2 separate regions of the Sus scrofa genome follow, and region 2 is linked to region 1. Evidence: chromatin contacts called from public HiChIP or PLAC-seq data. All regions are on one chromosome and are shown on one strand. Each heading gives the region's core, a stretch centred on a gene start, on an enhancer-like site or on the middle of the called end of the contact. The rest is flanking DNA. Distances are from core to core; before and after follow the strand shown.

Region 1 (7,838 bases), core at 2,621-5,120:
CAATGAATCTAGACAATGCAGTAAGTCCTGGGTGCATGGTGAATAAAAAGTAGCTTTCATGAGATCCAATCTTGGAAAATCAAATGTTTCCTGGGTTTTTTCACTGTCAAAGAGATAGGGAAAGTGTTAGGAATGAAAGGGGGAAGAAAAGGAGGAAAAACATCCATTTTCTTAAGAATGACCAACTTTTGCAGCTCTTCAGAGCAAATCCCCACGTGGGTTCATGGTACTCAGATTGACCACAGGGTGGCAGTAGCGAGCCTGAAGGCTCAGTCTTGGGCTCTTTTTCTCTGCACAGCAAAGTGAAGAAAAGAGCCTTCCATTAAACACCTGGACGTTTCAGGGAGAGGTTTGGTCTTAAATATGAAGATAGTTCCCATTTGAGGAGAAGAAAGATGACTTATTTAAAGTTCAAGTGTCACGATTCTTTGATTGCTCGTGTGGTATTCTAAGTGAATTACTCCAGTCAACAAAAAATGGGCCCCAGTCAACAAAAAATGGGCCCCAGTCAAAGGCCTGGGCCCCAGTTACACTTGTTTTGTTTTATTTTTTCCACTTTTTAAAGTATAGCTGTCTTAGAGAATTGCACCCAGTTACACTTCTGTATATCACTCTCTTTTTTGGAAATAATAGCTGGAATGTTTTTAAAGGAGAAATCGCAAGGTACCATTTCAGCCCAGAGTTCCTAATAATTTACCCACTGCTCCACATGAATTCAGCCTTGTACCTTGGCATCACCCTCAGGTGCCACCTGACACGGCCTCCTGAGTCAAGGTGGAAGACGCCTTGCTTGGAGCTTTTTGAGCTCCAGCATTGTGGGGCTTTCCACTGTTCCAGGGCCAGTCATGGACAGACTCAACTTCTAGCCTCAGCAAGGGCAGAGGCAGAGAACAAGAAGCTCTCTGGGAAATCATGGTCTCTTTGGGGTTTCTTTAAATTCAGATTATGTACTTTTTTTTTTTTTTTTTTTTTTTTTTTGGCTGTGGAAGTTCCCAGGCCAGGGATCAAAGCTTCGCCACAGCAATAACCCAAGCTGCTGCAATGACAATACTGGCTGCACCACAGGGGAACTCCCAGATTATGGAAATTAGATGGAGATGGGGTTATTTCTCCCCTTATATAAAAAGGAGTATGTATTAAATAAGGAAATCACAAAATTCATGAGTATAGGTTTAAAGCTATTTGGAACTTAGCCTCCTGTCAGAAACACATAGAGGCACACATGGTGCTCGCTCCTTATGACTTAGGCCCCTCAGATTTGTTCCACAGGATGTGACATTTCCTCTGCCCACTTTTCCTGCCTCTTTCCCAGTCATGGGACTCTTATTCTCCCTGACAAGTAAAGAGTGACAAGATCTTTTTTAAAAAAGATCAGTAGGTCTAAATATAAAATTTTAAATGTATATACCTGCCTCTGAAATTATCTTATTAAGGATACCTTCATAATAATCCTTTCATTTCATTGCAAAAGACACTATTGTAATAGCATGGCTAGGAAGGAAACACAGCTAATTATCAAGATGAATCATTTGGCAAGAAGGAGAAAGTTCCCTGTGTGTAAAAATATCTAGTGATTGACATGTTATCAAATTTCCACAAAGTGGATTTCCATGCCATTTAGACCTTGATTTCTTTTCCCCATAGATCACAAGAACCTTCCTGACCAGGATTCATGTCGGATAAATAACATGTTCCCTTATGAGTGAAAAGCAGAGGCTTCTGTAAGGCAGTTAAAAGACCAAGATGCTAGGAGTTCCCTGGTGACTCAGCAGGTTAAGGATAGGACTTGTCACTGCTGTGGCTCAGGCCATTGCTGTGGGGTGGTTTGATCCCTGGCCTGAGAACTTCCACGTGCCTCAGGCATGCCCCACCTCCTCCAAAAAAAGATCAGCAGTGCTCTCCCCACCCCACCGCTGATTTCAGCATCATTCCTGTCCGTTCCCTCACTCTGCAGGCCCTGGGGAGTCACTGGGTGATTCTGAGCAGGGGAGCGTCTGGATTGACTCAGGCTTTCACCAGATCTCAAAGGCTGCTCCAAAGAGATGGGACTGGAGGAGGGTGGGGCCGTTCTTTCCCTCTGACTTCGAATTTCTTCAGCCTTTCCTGGTCCCTGGGCTCCAGCGCACTGCTGTCCTTGCTGTTTCTTGAATCCCCGAAAGCTCTCACTTGGGCCTTTTGACCGAGCAGTCCTCTGCCCGGAACCCTCATCCCCCAGGTATCCAGGGCCTCCTCACAGATACCTGCACCCTCCCCCATCTCTATCTCTTCCTAGTACTTACTGCCATCTGACATACCAGGTACAGAACTTCCTGAGTTCATGATGGGGTTAATATCCCAACAAACCCACCGTACGTTGGAAATACCATAGTTCAAAATGCATTTACTACACCGAGGCTACCAAACATCCCAGTTCAGCCAGGCCCACCTTACATGGCCTCAGAACATTCCCATCAGCCTGAAGTGAGTGGGGCAGAACCCTCTAACACAAGGCCTGTTTTGCAACAAGGGTCGAGGAGTTCCCTGGTGGCTCAATGGGTTAAGGATCTAGTGTTGTCACTGCCGTGGCACAGGTTCGGTCTCTGGTCCAGGAACTTCCACATGCTTCAGGCACGCCAAAAAAAAAATCCCCTCTCCCCCCAAAACCCCACAAAGGGTTGACTATCTCATGGAATTTCTGGAGGTCTGTACTTAGAGGGGAAAAGAGGATGGGATGTGGGCCCAAATGGTGGTCAGTGTGTTGGTTGTTCACCCTTGTGTCTGGAGGCCATGGCTGCCCTGCCCAGCATCAGAGATGGGGTTGCACTGCACGTCGCTCACCCAAGAAAGGTCCATATACTAACTTCTGGGTACGGTTTCTACTGAATGCATGTGGCTTCTGAGCCATCATGAAGTCAAAGCGTCCTAAGCAGGGGGCTGTTTGTGTTTGACTGTGTCAGTCTCCCCATACATGGGGGAGGGGTCCGCTGGGAAGGGCTGGGTGCCTTCCCGGCTGGGTCCCTAACACCCACACCAGGTGGAGCCCTGGCACGTGTCACATGCATGTCCCAGTGAGCGCCTCCCAGCCCCCGTCTTGGTGGAGGGCATGAAGCAAAGTGTGGAAGCACACTGTCACCTCAGTGGGGCCTTCCTGGAGTTTAGCCTTGTGTCAGATGCCCTGTGGTGGAAGGATGTTCGTAGCCACGTTTTCCAGGCTGCACACACACCTCCAGCCACCATTCTGTTTATGGGCCAGGCCCTGGCCAGCGCTGCAGGTGGATCAGTTGCTGGATCCCCAAAACCCTCATGACTTCCGGGGCCATTATTCCTGGGGAGCCCCCCAAGCCCCCTTGCACTTGGTCCCGAGCCGGCACCAGGCCACTTTCCAGCCTGCGCCCAGGCCCCTCTAAGCCCCTGGCCTTGCTCGGTCCTTCCTGCGGCTGCTGCGTGGTGCCACATAAAGAGGGAAGACCAGAGTTTGCAATTTGGTTAAAACGTCTGCGGTTTCACCACTCTTCAGCGAGGGCACACTCCTGTGCCTATTTTCATCATCATGACTCATCCTCTCCTCCCTTACCAGGCTGGCTTCTCTCTCACGTGAATACTGGCAAGAATCCGCATAGCCTTTTCTTCCTGACCTGCCTCTGTTCAGGCAGAAATGATGGCCCCTCACAGCTCTCCTACCAGGCTCCTTTTGTAAATAATCTAAACGTATTTTCTCAAAGTAGAAAGAAAGGTGCTATATTGCCGGTCCCACAATGTCCTTGTTTTGCTGGATTGCAAGTCCCTGAGATTTAAACAAACGTTCTCTGTCCCCAAATCGGTACCGTGCAGCTCTGAGCTGAAAAGGGAGGACAGTGTCAATGCCACTCCTGGCTCCAGGACCCCTGACCCCCCCCAACCGTGCCCTGGTTCGTGGGCTCCCTCCACCCCCACCCCCTCCATCCCTTAATGAGGCCACAGCCTTATGCTTTAGAAATACTGTGAATATGACTGAAGATAAAAGTCTCCCCCCTCACACCACCCCCATTATCATTATTCTGAAACCAGAGATGAAGTGGAAAACAGATTTTGAGACTTTAAAAATTATTCCTTGCTGTTCTTCAGCGGCAAAATTCAGATAAGAAAGCTTATCAATTCTACTTTTGTTTCTACTCAAAATCTCATGACTGCTCACTCAAAGGCCCCTTGTTTTCATCTTCAAACACAGTTCACAGTGTCCCGGATGGATGGCAGCCTGTCCTGGGCTCTGGTATTTGGATGGTACGTTTATTCCCTGGGGGAGGAAGTAACAGTTTGAGATGGGGCAGGGCTGGGGTGCCGGGGCACGCTGATCATGCTGAGAAGTCTGAGTTTGCCAGGATTCTGATGGAGCACTCCAGTTCCGTGGTCTGTTGCTGAAAATAATTATGGTTGCTTTTGTTCCTGGAACTTTTGAGAGAAAAAGCAATGTGCAGTGGCTTGGAGAGTCTAGTTTTCAAATGCAAACATGGGTTCTGAGTAGACTTGGCCAGGGTGTCATTTTCTCTTTAAAGAGAAAATGGTTCCTCAATTTGTCTCTGTTGTCTTGATGTTTGTTTGGATTCCCAGGGCGGCTAGTCAGCCTGGGCGCTTGGCCTCAGAGCAGGGGGCCTGACCGTGGCACACCACCTGGGAAGTCTGTGTGCCAGGGGAGGGGCTTCAGCCAGGAGGCCAGGCTGATTTTCAAGGCGGAACTGGACTCTTCACTCTAAAACACCTAGTACACAGAACTATTAGAAATTAAAATTCCTATTCTGGGGGGGTGGAAAAAGGCACACAGAAGTGTCACTGTCAGAGGTATGATTTGCTTCAAATCTTTTATGGTAGGAGCTGCAAAGCTGAGTTTACTTTCTAGAAGATTGCATTTGGTTACTGAAAAAGGATTTTTATTTTATTTTGCTTTTTAGTGCCAAAACCTGTGGCAGTTGGAAGTTCCCAGGATAGGAGTCAAATCCTAGCTATAGCTGCTGGGCTGTACCACAGCCATAGCAATGCCAGATCCTTAATCGACTGAGTGAGGGCAGAGATCGAACCCGCATCTTCATGGATACCCATCAGATTCTTAACCTGCTGAGCCACAACAGGATCCTGCAAGAGGATTTTATTTCCAAACTAGTATGCTTGTTTTTCCCAAGAGTCTTGGAGTCCAAGAGAGTCCAAGAGTCTTGGAGTGGGGAAAAGTCATGTTTTAATGGGAAGACTTCTTTTGACTGTCCATAAAATGGCATTTAAGTAGAGGTCAGCAGTTTCTCTGCACCAGATTAAAGAATGTTGGAATAACCTGGTGGCTTAGTGGGTTAAGGACACAACGTTATCACTGCTGTGGTGCAGGTTCAGTCCCTGGCTGGGAAACTTCCACATGCCACGGGCATGCTCCCCCGACTCCCCAAAAAGAATGTCGTGCTGTGTAAAGGGAGGTTTGCCCTTTATATTCATTACTAACCAAAGGCTAGTGATCCATCAGGTTTTTGTGGCTAGGATAGCTGAGCTGTATTGTTATCACAGCTGTCATAGCTGTGGATTGTTTGTGCGTATGGAGGGCAGGTGGTGGGCTGTGGACTATGTCACCGAATTATGTAAAATAATGAGAATAGTTACTTTTGCCCAAATCCGAGGCGCACAGCTAGAAGAGTGACTGCCATCCTGCTGGGGAAGAACATTGTGGCAAACACCGGGTCTGTTTTGAAATGTTCTAAAACCAGACCATTAACACAGTGAGGCATTTTAAAAGCTAACTCGCTACGTGTTTGGAGAGAAACACATAGCCTCTTATTAGGAACATGAAACAAACCTTTGAGCATCACAGCGGGTGAGTTTAATTGCCGGGATTAATAAATCACAGCTGTGAAAGTTGAAATCTTGGCAGGACCCGTGACTCAGCTGTCTTCTCCTTGCCTCGTTACATTCTAGATTCCTGATCATGTCCGGAGCCAGTCGTCAGCTCGCCCTCTTCCTGTGTGTCTGCAGCGTGGCAGCCTTGGGGGTCCAGGCTGAAGATGCCCAGTACGTGGCTGCTGTGTATGAGCACCGGTCCATCCTCAGCCTGGACCCGCTGTCCCTCATCAGCCGCACACAGGCCTTGGAGCTCATGAACCAGAACCTTGACATCTATGAACAGCAAGTGATGATCGCAGCTCAAAAGGCAAGCTGTGCTCCTGGGGCCTCGTGTCCACTGCTCATCAGCCCTTGGCCGGTGGGCCCTGCAGCTCCCTGGGAAATGGGCTCCAGGGGTAAAGCTGAGTTGAATGAGTCCCATTTGCTAGAGGGTGGTCCAAGGCCCATTAGCATCAGGAGCCCCTCCCGACCCTGGACCTGCTGAGTCAGAATCTACATTTTAGCAGGATCTCCAGGTGATGCTTCTCCTCCAGTCTGGGAAGCCCAGGGCCAGACCTTGGGTTCTCACACATGGCTGGGCCAAGGGAGTGCTTGGCTGCCTGTAAACAAAAGTGGGTGCCCAGCTCCTAGGCCGGCAGAGTCGGCTGGGGTACAGGCTGGATTTTTTTAAGACTCCCCAATGCATTCAAAGGGGCAGAAAATTTGAAGGCCACCAGGCACAATGGCCTCTCAAGCTCTCCAAGTGGTAAATGGCCCCAGGGTGGCTGGTGGCTGCCTCCCAGTTCCGTGGGGCTCTTTTGGTCCTTGTGCCTGAACAGCCTGAGAACTCAGTCCAGACAGAACCAAGCCCAGTGGACAGAGGGCCAAGGCATAGCCTTTACAAAGGCTTCCTGCGTGGCCACATCCCTACTCCTGCCAGGAATGGTGGGGAGGTGTGGGCACCAGAATTTACTGTAGGAAAATGGTCTGTGGGAGAGACCTCTGGCCTTTAACCCTGGGGGTGGGGGCAGCCCTGCGCTGCTTAAGGAAGCCATGCCTCGCCTGCACAGGAGGCGGACTATGTACAAGCAGAAGAGCCCCACATATGTGAGTTCAGAGGGCAGACTGGTCATGCCAAGAGGTCCTGCCAACACTCTGTCTTCAATCAAGGTGGCCAGGACTGCCTGGACAGCCAGGTCCACCGTACACTTAAAATCTAGCCTGTAGTATATGTATATGTAACACAGTTATCAGAAGGGCCCTCGAAGGCCTGCTCCAACTTCTGATGGGGGATGCTCCTCTTTTATTCTCTGGACACCTCCAGTGACCTAGGAGTCACTGTCCACTTGAGGACGGTGGGAACTTCTGGAAAGGACTTCCTTTCCATGAGCAGCAATCAGCCTCCCTGTAACTGCCACCCATTGCCCTATCCTCCCCAAGCAGAACAGAACAGACCGAATCCCTCAGATCCGTGCTCTCTTCCCGAATCTGAGGATGGCTGTCATGGCCCCAGAGCTCTTCCGGACTGCATCTCCGGGGAGAGGAACACGGCTCCAGCCCTGCCGCCTAAGACGTCTGGGTCATGGCCAAGCCCTGAGCTGCTCACAGTTCCAGGGAGGGCAGGGCGGAGGAGACCTGCCACCATTTTCATTCCAGGTGTTGTCCCCCCAAAGCAAGCTCTTGGCAGCCACATCTCACTGTGGATTCATAAGGCGCTTGCTGTCAACCAAAGTTTCTGACCCCTCTTCACATGGGCACACGTGCTGCCGTGGCTGGCCTGTACTTGTAAGGTCAATTAATTTAACCCAAGAGCAAAGCTTCACCTTTATGCTGTGAAATTTCATCATTCCAGCCTGCTGGGCCATTTGGGGCTCTTGACTGACATCACACGATCAGTTATCTTTCCGCCATCCACACCTCCCATCCACACCTCATTTGTGTCTGCGCTGATGTCAGTGTAAAAACATCCCTGGCCATGTCCACGGACATCCTCCTGTCAAAGATCCCTTCTCTCTGCAGAGGCGTTT
Region 2 (7,838 bases), core at 2,539-5,038, 450 kb after region 1:
CATCCATCAAGGGGCATCAGACCCAGGGTGCAGAAGGTTCTTGCTTCCGTAGTTGGGGGGAAATAGGACCCTTAGCTAAAGACTACTTAAAGATGGAGCTGTTTCAAAGTGAACTACCTTCCAAAAAAGAGCTCAACAATATTTATAGAAATATAAAAATACCCAATATCCAAAAAGATAAAATTCGCAACATCTAGCATCAAACTAAAAATGACTAGCCATGTAAATAGCCAGTAAAACAGGACCCATGATGAGGAGAAACATGAATAGAAACAGATCGAGAAGTGAAACAGATGGGGAGTTTCCATTGTGGTTCAGCTGGTTAGGAACCTGACTAGTATCCATGAGTGTGGGGGTTTGATCCCTTTCTAGATCAGCGGGTTAAGGATCTGGCATTGCTGTGAGCTGTGGTGTAGGCTGAGGATGCAGCTTGGATCCGGTGTGGCTGTGGCTGTGGCAAAGGCCAGCAGTTGCAGGTCTGATTCAACCCCCAGCCTGGGAACCTCCACATGCTGAGGGTGTGGCCCTAAAGAAAAAAAAAAAGTGACACAGATGAGTATCTTACTCATCAAGGGTTGAGAAGAGCCTAGAGCCACAGAGGAAGCAGGGGAAGAGAACAGAAAATGCCACAACTGGATGGAGGGGCTTCCAACAGGAAAAAGGTAGGTCAGGGAGGCCTCACTGAATAGGCAACACTGGAGTCAACATCAAAGTGGAGAGATGAGCCACAAGGCTGGGTTTCTGGGGAGAGAGAAGTGGAGGGGAGGCCAGGTAAACGCCCCGAAGTGGGAAGGCTGGCGAGTTTGAGGCCAAAGTTACTGGAGAAGATAAAGAAGGTGCCCCCTTAGTTCTCTGAAAGTCTCCTGGAATAAGAATTTCTACCCCATCAGTGTCATTAACCTCCAGATGCCCCTACCTTCTTTTTTTTATTGTTGTTTTTTTAGGGCTGAAACAATGACATATGGAAATACCCAGGCTGAGGGTTGAACCAGGCTGCAGCTGCTGGCCTACACCACGGCCACAGCAATGCAGGATCCAAGCCATGTCTGTGACTTACACCACAGCTGAAAGCAATGCCAGATCCTTAACCCTCTGAGTGAGGCCAGGGATTGAACCTGTGTCCTCATGGATACTAGCCAGGTTCATTACCACTGAGCCACGATGGGAATTCCAGATGCCCCTACATTCTAAACTGCATCTCCTGGAATGCCTGTCTCTTGAATCTAGAAGTCACCCAACCCCCACCCCCAGGACACTCTGAGGTAAGATTTGGAAAATGCGGTCCAATCCGGCAGTTCCTTTGTGCTGTCTGTTCGGCACTGGGCTGGGCTGTGGAGAATGGTCTCTTAGGATGCACTTTTTCACCTCTGAATCTAAGTGGCTTCAAGGAAAACAGTTGTGAATGCACACAAGGACAAGTGCAGACACACACACACACACACACACACGAACACACACTCTGGAAGCAACAACTGAGTCCAAAGGAAAAACTGTTTTTGTTATTTTCCAGATGTTTAGGCTCACAATCTAAAATCAACATCAATGTGAACTATTGCCTTTGGAATGGATAAGCAATGAAATTCTTCTGTATAGCACTGGGAACTACATCTAGTCACTTATGATGGAGCGTGATGGAGGATAATGTGAGAAAAAGAATGTATAAATGTATGTGTGACTGGGTCACTTTGCTGTACAGCAAAAAATTGACAGAATACTGTAAACCAACTATAACAGAAAAAATAAAAATCATTAAAAAAGTCTTGCTAAATTGAAAAAAGAAATAAATAAAATCAACATCAAATCAGAAACAACATCAATTGATTTCAAGTGCAGTGGCAGCCCTCCCCACCCCACAGCTTCCTGATGGCCTGGCTGCACTACAGCCATCAGAAGAGTCATGTCTCACGGTGAAGCTCGCCACCCCCCTTCATCAACCTGATCCACTAGGCGCCAGAGGACTCTGAGCAAGCTGGCTCCCTTCCCTTCTCCTGTCCACATCACTCCCTCTGGGATCTTCAAACACTATCTATGTGCCACTGCATCCGACTTTACATCTTCAGGCCAGACCTACCCCTGACCCCCAGCTATCATATACCCCCATGTATCCGTATGTCCAGCTGCCCACCCTTCCCTTCCCCTTGGCTGCCCAAACGCCATCTCCAACAGGGCATGCCCCGACTGAGCTTCTGTTTTGCCCCTGCTCCCTGCTTTCCCCATCTTCGTTGCTGGCAGCTCAGCTCTTCCTACTGCTTAGACCACAACCTTGTAATCTTCCTTGACTCATCTCTCTCTCACTCTGGGTGTCAATTCCTAACAAATCCTATAGGTTCTTCCTTAAAATCCATCAGAGGCTGAGTGCTCCTGCCCACCTCCCATGATGTCCTTACCATGTCTCACCCGCCCCATGGGCCTCCCTGCTTCTGCCCTGTTCTCCCCCACGGTCTAATCTCAACACAGAAGCCAGAGTGATCCAGTTAAAATCCAAGTCGATTGTGTCTGTTGTGTGCTTACAACACTCCAAGGGCTTCCACCTGACTCAGAGGAAAAGCCAGAATCCCTAAAATGCCCTGCAAGGTCCCCCGTCACTCCCCCCTCTTACTGTTCTTGTTTCACTCCTACTGTTCCCACTCTGTTCCAGCCACACTGGCCCTCTGCAGGCCCGCAAAAGGCCAGGCAAAAATCTCACCTCAGGACATTTGTACTTGCTGTCCTCTCTGTCCCCAGTTCTCTCCATACTGTACTGCTTGTCTTCCTTACACAAATGCTTCTGGGAACACTTGCTCACAGTGTCAACTGTCAACCCCTAACCCAAGCTCCCCAGCTTCCTTCCCTGCTTTATTTTCCTCCTTAGCTTTTATCACCATCTGTCCCCACTGTATATTTTATTTATTTATTTTTATAATTTCTTTCTTTTCTTTCTTTTTGCTTTTTAGGACCACATCTATGGCATGTGGAAGTTCCCAGGCTAGGGGTCCAATCGGAGCTGTAGCCGATGGCCTACACCACAGGCACAGCAACACAGGATCCCAGCTGAGCTGCGTCTTTGACCCACACCACAGCTCACGGCAACTCCAGATCCTCAACCCACCCGCGAGGCCAGGGATCGAACCCGTAACCTCGTGGTTCCTAGTCAGATTTGTTTCCCTACGCCACGCCGGGAACTCCCCCTGCCCAGGATAGATTTAACACATAGCGGCCGCGCATTAATATTTCTCGGTTGAATGAAGGAAGTTTACAGTCGAAGGAGAGGGCCCCTCCTCTTCTGTCGTCCCCCGCCCCTCCCCCCATTGGCTCAGAGGCCGGTACAGAGCTGGCATTCGGATGCTCCTGTGGGTAGGAGGGGCTTGTTGCAAGAGCGTTTCCCCAAGCACCCCTCCTTTTCAGAAGGGTGAGGACCGGGGTGGGGGGTGGGGAGGGAAGAAAGGGGAACCCCAGCCAGCAGCTTGGGAGGCTGAGCATGCAAAGAGCCAACCAGCTACCTGAATTTCCACTACCCGTACTGCCTTTCTGAAATCAGGAGGGGATACTCTTTCCTGCCCTTTTGGGTGGGGAAAGAAGCCTCGCTGTGGAATAGATTCAAATCAGAACTCCTCGGATGCTCCTGTTGGGTTTGGTCCTAGCAGTGACGGCGTTTGTTTTCCCCGTAGTCGCCTTCCTGGGGTTGCGCAAAGCCTAGGAACAGGGAGGGCATTAGGACCGGGAGCGAGGCGAGCGCACGCCCGCCCGCGTCTGGCAGAGCCTCGCAGCCGGCTGTATGAGGAGCTCTGTGTGAAAGGAAATCAGGCGCTACTTGCCGGCTCCACATCTGTTGAACCGACCTGACTTGAAGGGTCCAAAGGAGGACAGCTGTCAGCTCTGCGGGACTGAGGACCCATCAGCTCCCCTCATACATCTTATAGCCACCTGACCACGCATACAAGGGGGAAAACGAAACACGTGGGACTAGACCCCTGAGCAAAATGAAATCATTATTTTTCCCCCCAAAAGGAAAGGGGCATCAAAGGGGGGCAAACAGTTCAATTTGAAGTCCCTGTGAATGGTCTTTCGGAAGGCAATTGACATTTGCTCAGAGAGCATTTGTGGTGGGATTGAGTCCGCGGCTTTCTCGGCTTTCTGGTTGTAAGTGGAAGCCGGTCTTACGCTGCCGGCAGATGTCAGTCGGGACGGGAGAAGGAGCAGATTAAGTGACTGGCAAAAACAAACAAACAAACTTCCAGGTAGACCCAGGAAGCCAGGTTCTGCTGCCAGCTTGAAGGAACCTGGAGCAGGAGGCGAAAGTGAACTTGAACATGACTTGTTGCATTTGGCAAGTTCCAGCAACATGTTCGTAAGGAAGCGAGGCAGGCACGGACCCTGCAGACTGCAGTTCCTGCTGCTCCTCCTGATGCTGGGATGCACGCTGCTGATGCTGGAGGTGCTGCACCCTCCCCCGCACGCCCGGCCCCCGGTTGTCACGGCCCAGGTCGCCGAACGCAGCCCCGAAGCCGGGTACCGCCTGAACTTTGGGGAATCTCAGGAGTGGGTGCTGGAGTCCGAGGATGAGGACCAAGAGTACGGCCCCCTGGAGGGCCTGCCACCCTTTATCTCCCTGAGGGAGGATCAGCTCTTGGTGGCCGTGGCCTCGCACAGGGCCAGAAGGAACCAGAGCCAGGGCAGGAGAGGTGGCAGCTACAGGCTCATCAAGCAGCCGAGCAGGAGGCAGGACGAGGAGGTCCGGGAGAGGGACTGGGGGGCTGAGGAGGAGGATGGGGAGGCATCTGAAGAGGAGCTGACCCTACGAGGCCTGGAGGAGGCGCTCAGTGCCCGCATCCCCCTGCAGAGGGCGCTGCCTGAGGTACGGCATCCGCTGTAAGTAAGGCCCTTGCTTCCTCTTTTTCGGTGCTGGAGAGCAGCCGGCAAAGTCCGGCTGAAGCCTTGCAGAACTCTGACTCCATTGTCTCAGGGCAGCGCTTCCCCAGGTGTGGTCCCTGGACCAGCAGCCGCGGCATCGCTTGGGGACTTGTTAGAGATGCTGAGGCAGAAATCCTGGGTGGGGTCCAGCGATCTGTCTCTAACCAGCCCTGCTGATTGATGAAAACCACTGTCCCAGAGACAGAAAGGAGGAGCCCCTCCTTGTCCCCTCTCTTACCCGTCCTGGGTTCTAGTCCTTCTGTCTCTGGATTGTCACGTCAAATTGCTTTATCTCTGTAATGTAGAGGGGGCTGGGAGGGGATGTTCTCCAAGACACTTCTAGTTGTAATACTGACTCCAGCATATGTTGATCTTTTGAAGGTTGTGCTTTTTTTTGTTTGTTTGTTTGTTTGTTTTTGTTTTCGGATGAAAAGAATAGTCACAGCTAACAGTTATGTGGCTCTTGCCGTGTACCTGGCTTTAATCAAAGAACTTTTCATGTATTAACTCATAAGTCCTTACAGCTCTGCAGGATGGTGCTAGCACTATCATTATGCCTATCTTATAGGTATGAAAATAAGGCACAGAGAGGCCAAGTGACTTGCCCATAGTCACACAGCTAGTAGGTACCGAAGTAAGCATTCACTCCAATCTGCCTGAACCCCCTCCTTTATGACCCCCTCTATGACCTCCACTAGACTAAGGGGACTGTTCCAGGACCCAGGAGCTAGAATACCGAGCTGATGCAGCCTGACCTGGCAGAGTGGCCCTACCCCCAGAAGGCAAGCTGGGAAGTATGATGACCTGCAGGCTGTGCCCAGGAAAATGGTGGGCTCATCCTGGAAACCCCCTGCCTTCCCCATCATCACCATGGCTGGCCCAGAAGAGAGGTCTAGGCACCAGCCTCCAGGGACAAGGCAGCCAGATAGTTGGGTGGTCTAGGTCCCTCCCTTAAAAGCACTGCTCTTCCCAGAGCCAAAGAGTTCCTGGAAAGCAAACCCACCCTCCACCCCTCTGGGTGGGAGGATCAGGCTAGAACAGCAGTTGGGAGCAGGACCACATATCCCTCAGGTCCCTGGTGGGGTCCCTCTGAGCCTAGTCACTCAGCCCCTCTTTGTCAGGGATATGGAGAGGCAGTCACAGGAAGGGGTAGCCTCCTTAGACTGTGTACTGTGGTCACAGCCCTGCTGTTCCAACTCCAGGTCTTGGCTGAAACAGCTCTTTTCAGGAAACTCCCAGAGCCAGCCAGGCCCACCCCATTGCAGTTTTGTGCTCTCCACAGCCTTAATTCATAATACTCACTACGACTGAGGCTAAATGGTCATTGTTGTGTTGGTTTATTCTGTGCCTGCTTCCCTTGACCTACAGTGAACCCATCATCTCAACTGGCGGTAAAAAAATGATTGCTGAATGAATGAATAGATCATTTTCCAATTCTTTTGATACATCTTTTCATTGGCCTAGAGCAAGAATGTCTTGCCAATTGGAAACACTGCCTCCATCAGAAAGTCTCTGGCTCCCAAAGCTGTGAATGTATGTGTGTATGCATGCATGTGTGTGAATTGCATAAGCCATGGGTGCTTTGTATTGTGCTTGTATTCAGTGGATGCTGTGCATATGTGTTGTGTGTAGTGTATTAGTGTGCCTGGTGCCTAGGTATGCTGTGGTGCTGGTTGTGTGGTGTGTTGTCACATGTGCATGTGTGTCCTCGATGTGTTAATATTCATGTATGTGTGCATTGAGATTGCATGGCTTGTGCATGTATCGTATGTGTTGTGTACGTGGCATAATGCCTGTGTGTTGTGATGTGGTGCCTGGGTTGCCTGCTTTTGTTTTTGTTTTTTTTTTGGTGGCACATGTGTGCATGCAGACTGCGACTGTGCTGCATGTGTATATGTGCTTGTGTGTATGGTGTCTTATCCATGCATTTTGTGAGTGGTGTGAAGTGCATGGGTGTATTATGTGCGTTGTGCACGTGGTGTGATGTGCACCCCATACTGTGCTTGTGTGCATGTGTGTGTGTTGTGATGTACAGCTTCTTTGGCATGTTTGTGCGACCCATGTGCACATGTATTTGGTGTGCGTTGCACACGTGCATCGTGTGAGTGTGCTGCATGTGTGTTGTGGTATATGAGTACATTTACAAGTATGCTGTGTTATGCTTGTGGCACGAAGCGCATATGTGGGTATATTTGTTGTGTGTGTGATGTGCACGTGTGCAGGTGTGTGTATGTGCGCACCACATTGGTAGGTGCCTCTCCCAGCCGGGGTGACCAACTCAGCTCAGTTCCTGGCTGGAAACCCCTTGGTCCAGGTAAACGGGGCCAGTTGGTCTCCCCGCCCCCAGCTTGGCTCTGTATGGAGGTATGCGGCTCCCTCTGCTGGCCAAAGTCTGTCACTGCATCCTGTGTTGCCCAGCCCTGGACCCCAGGAACCCCCTTCCAAGAACGCAGCAGGCACCAGCATTGCCCTTTCCTGGCACTGCTCCAGGATGCACAAGAGATTCTGTGAAAAGTAATGCAAAAACACCCCCAGCCCTCCTTCCAGGGTGTCAGGACATTTCTGGTGGTGCTGAGTGGAGGGGATAAACATGTAGATGGATTAAAGAGAAGAGCAGGATAGAGCCGAGGACTAGGATTGACTCAGCCCTTCAAAGCTGCTGTCAAAAAGGAGTGTGGAGAGGAACAAGCCTTGCCCATTCAGCCTCTAGTGTCATTGGCAGCTTTCGGTGCTCTTCCTGGCCATCTCTCCATCATCCTGGCATATGGTGTAGGGAGACGGAGGGCTAGGAGCAAAGAGGCTTCCGATTGAGAAAGTGCTTTGTGATCTCTATGTCTGTCTGTCTGTCCATCCCAGCAGTGACTCTCAGGCTTGAGTGTGCATCACTACGCCTAGAGCTCTCATTAAAACGCGGAGTCCTGGTCTCCACTCCTCTCCTTTCTGACTCA

Evidence for each region. HiChIP or PLAC-seq counts read pairs in DNA pulled down with a chosen protein or histone mark.
Region 2: an H3K27ac HiChIP or PLAC-seq map of skeletal muscle shows a contact between it and region 1, with 11 times the contacts expected there. The contact joins the promoter of GALNT15 here to the enhancer-like site in region 1. A contact is called at or near these places in 8 of 47 Hi-C or Micro-C datasets (embryonic fibroblasts, epiblast stem cells, fetal skeletal muscle and 5 more) and 1 of 2 datasets of contacts at active chromatin or transcription factors (skeletal muscle).

The regions. Positions count from the first base shown.
Region 1 is chr13:2,876,796-2,884,633 of Sscrofa11.1, forward strand. BTD (biotinidase) reads left to right here. Exons shown (of 4, transcript XM_013981377.2): 2 at 5,908-6,139. The coding sequence starts at 5,918. Among named protein-coding and RNA genes, the nearest start is that of HACL1, 40 kb to the left of the region's middle. Within about 2 kb of position 3,871, at least 27 of the 83 cell types and tissues checked have an H3K27ac peak or open chromatin away from gene starts, as enhancers often do. A contact at or near this core is called in mesenteric adipose tissue, omental adipose tissue, retroperitoneal adipose tissue and 1 more, where this site is marked.
Region 2 is chr13:3,326,301-3,334,138 of Sscrofa11.1, forward strand. It overlaps GALNT15 (polypeptide N-acetylgalactosaminyltransferase 15), which reads left to right and starts at 3,789. Exons shown (of 10, transcript NM_001206447.1): 1 at 3,789-4,848. The coding sequence starts at 4,322.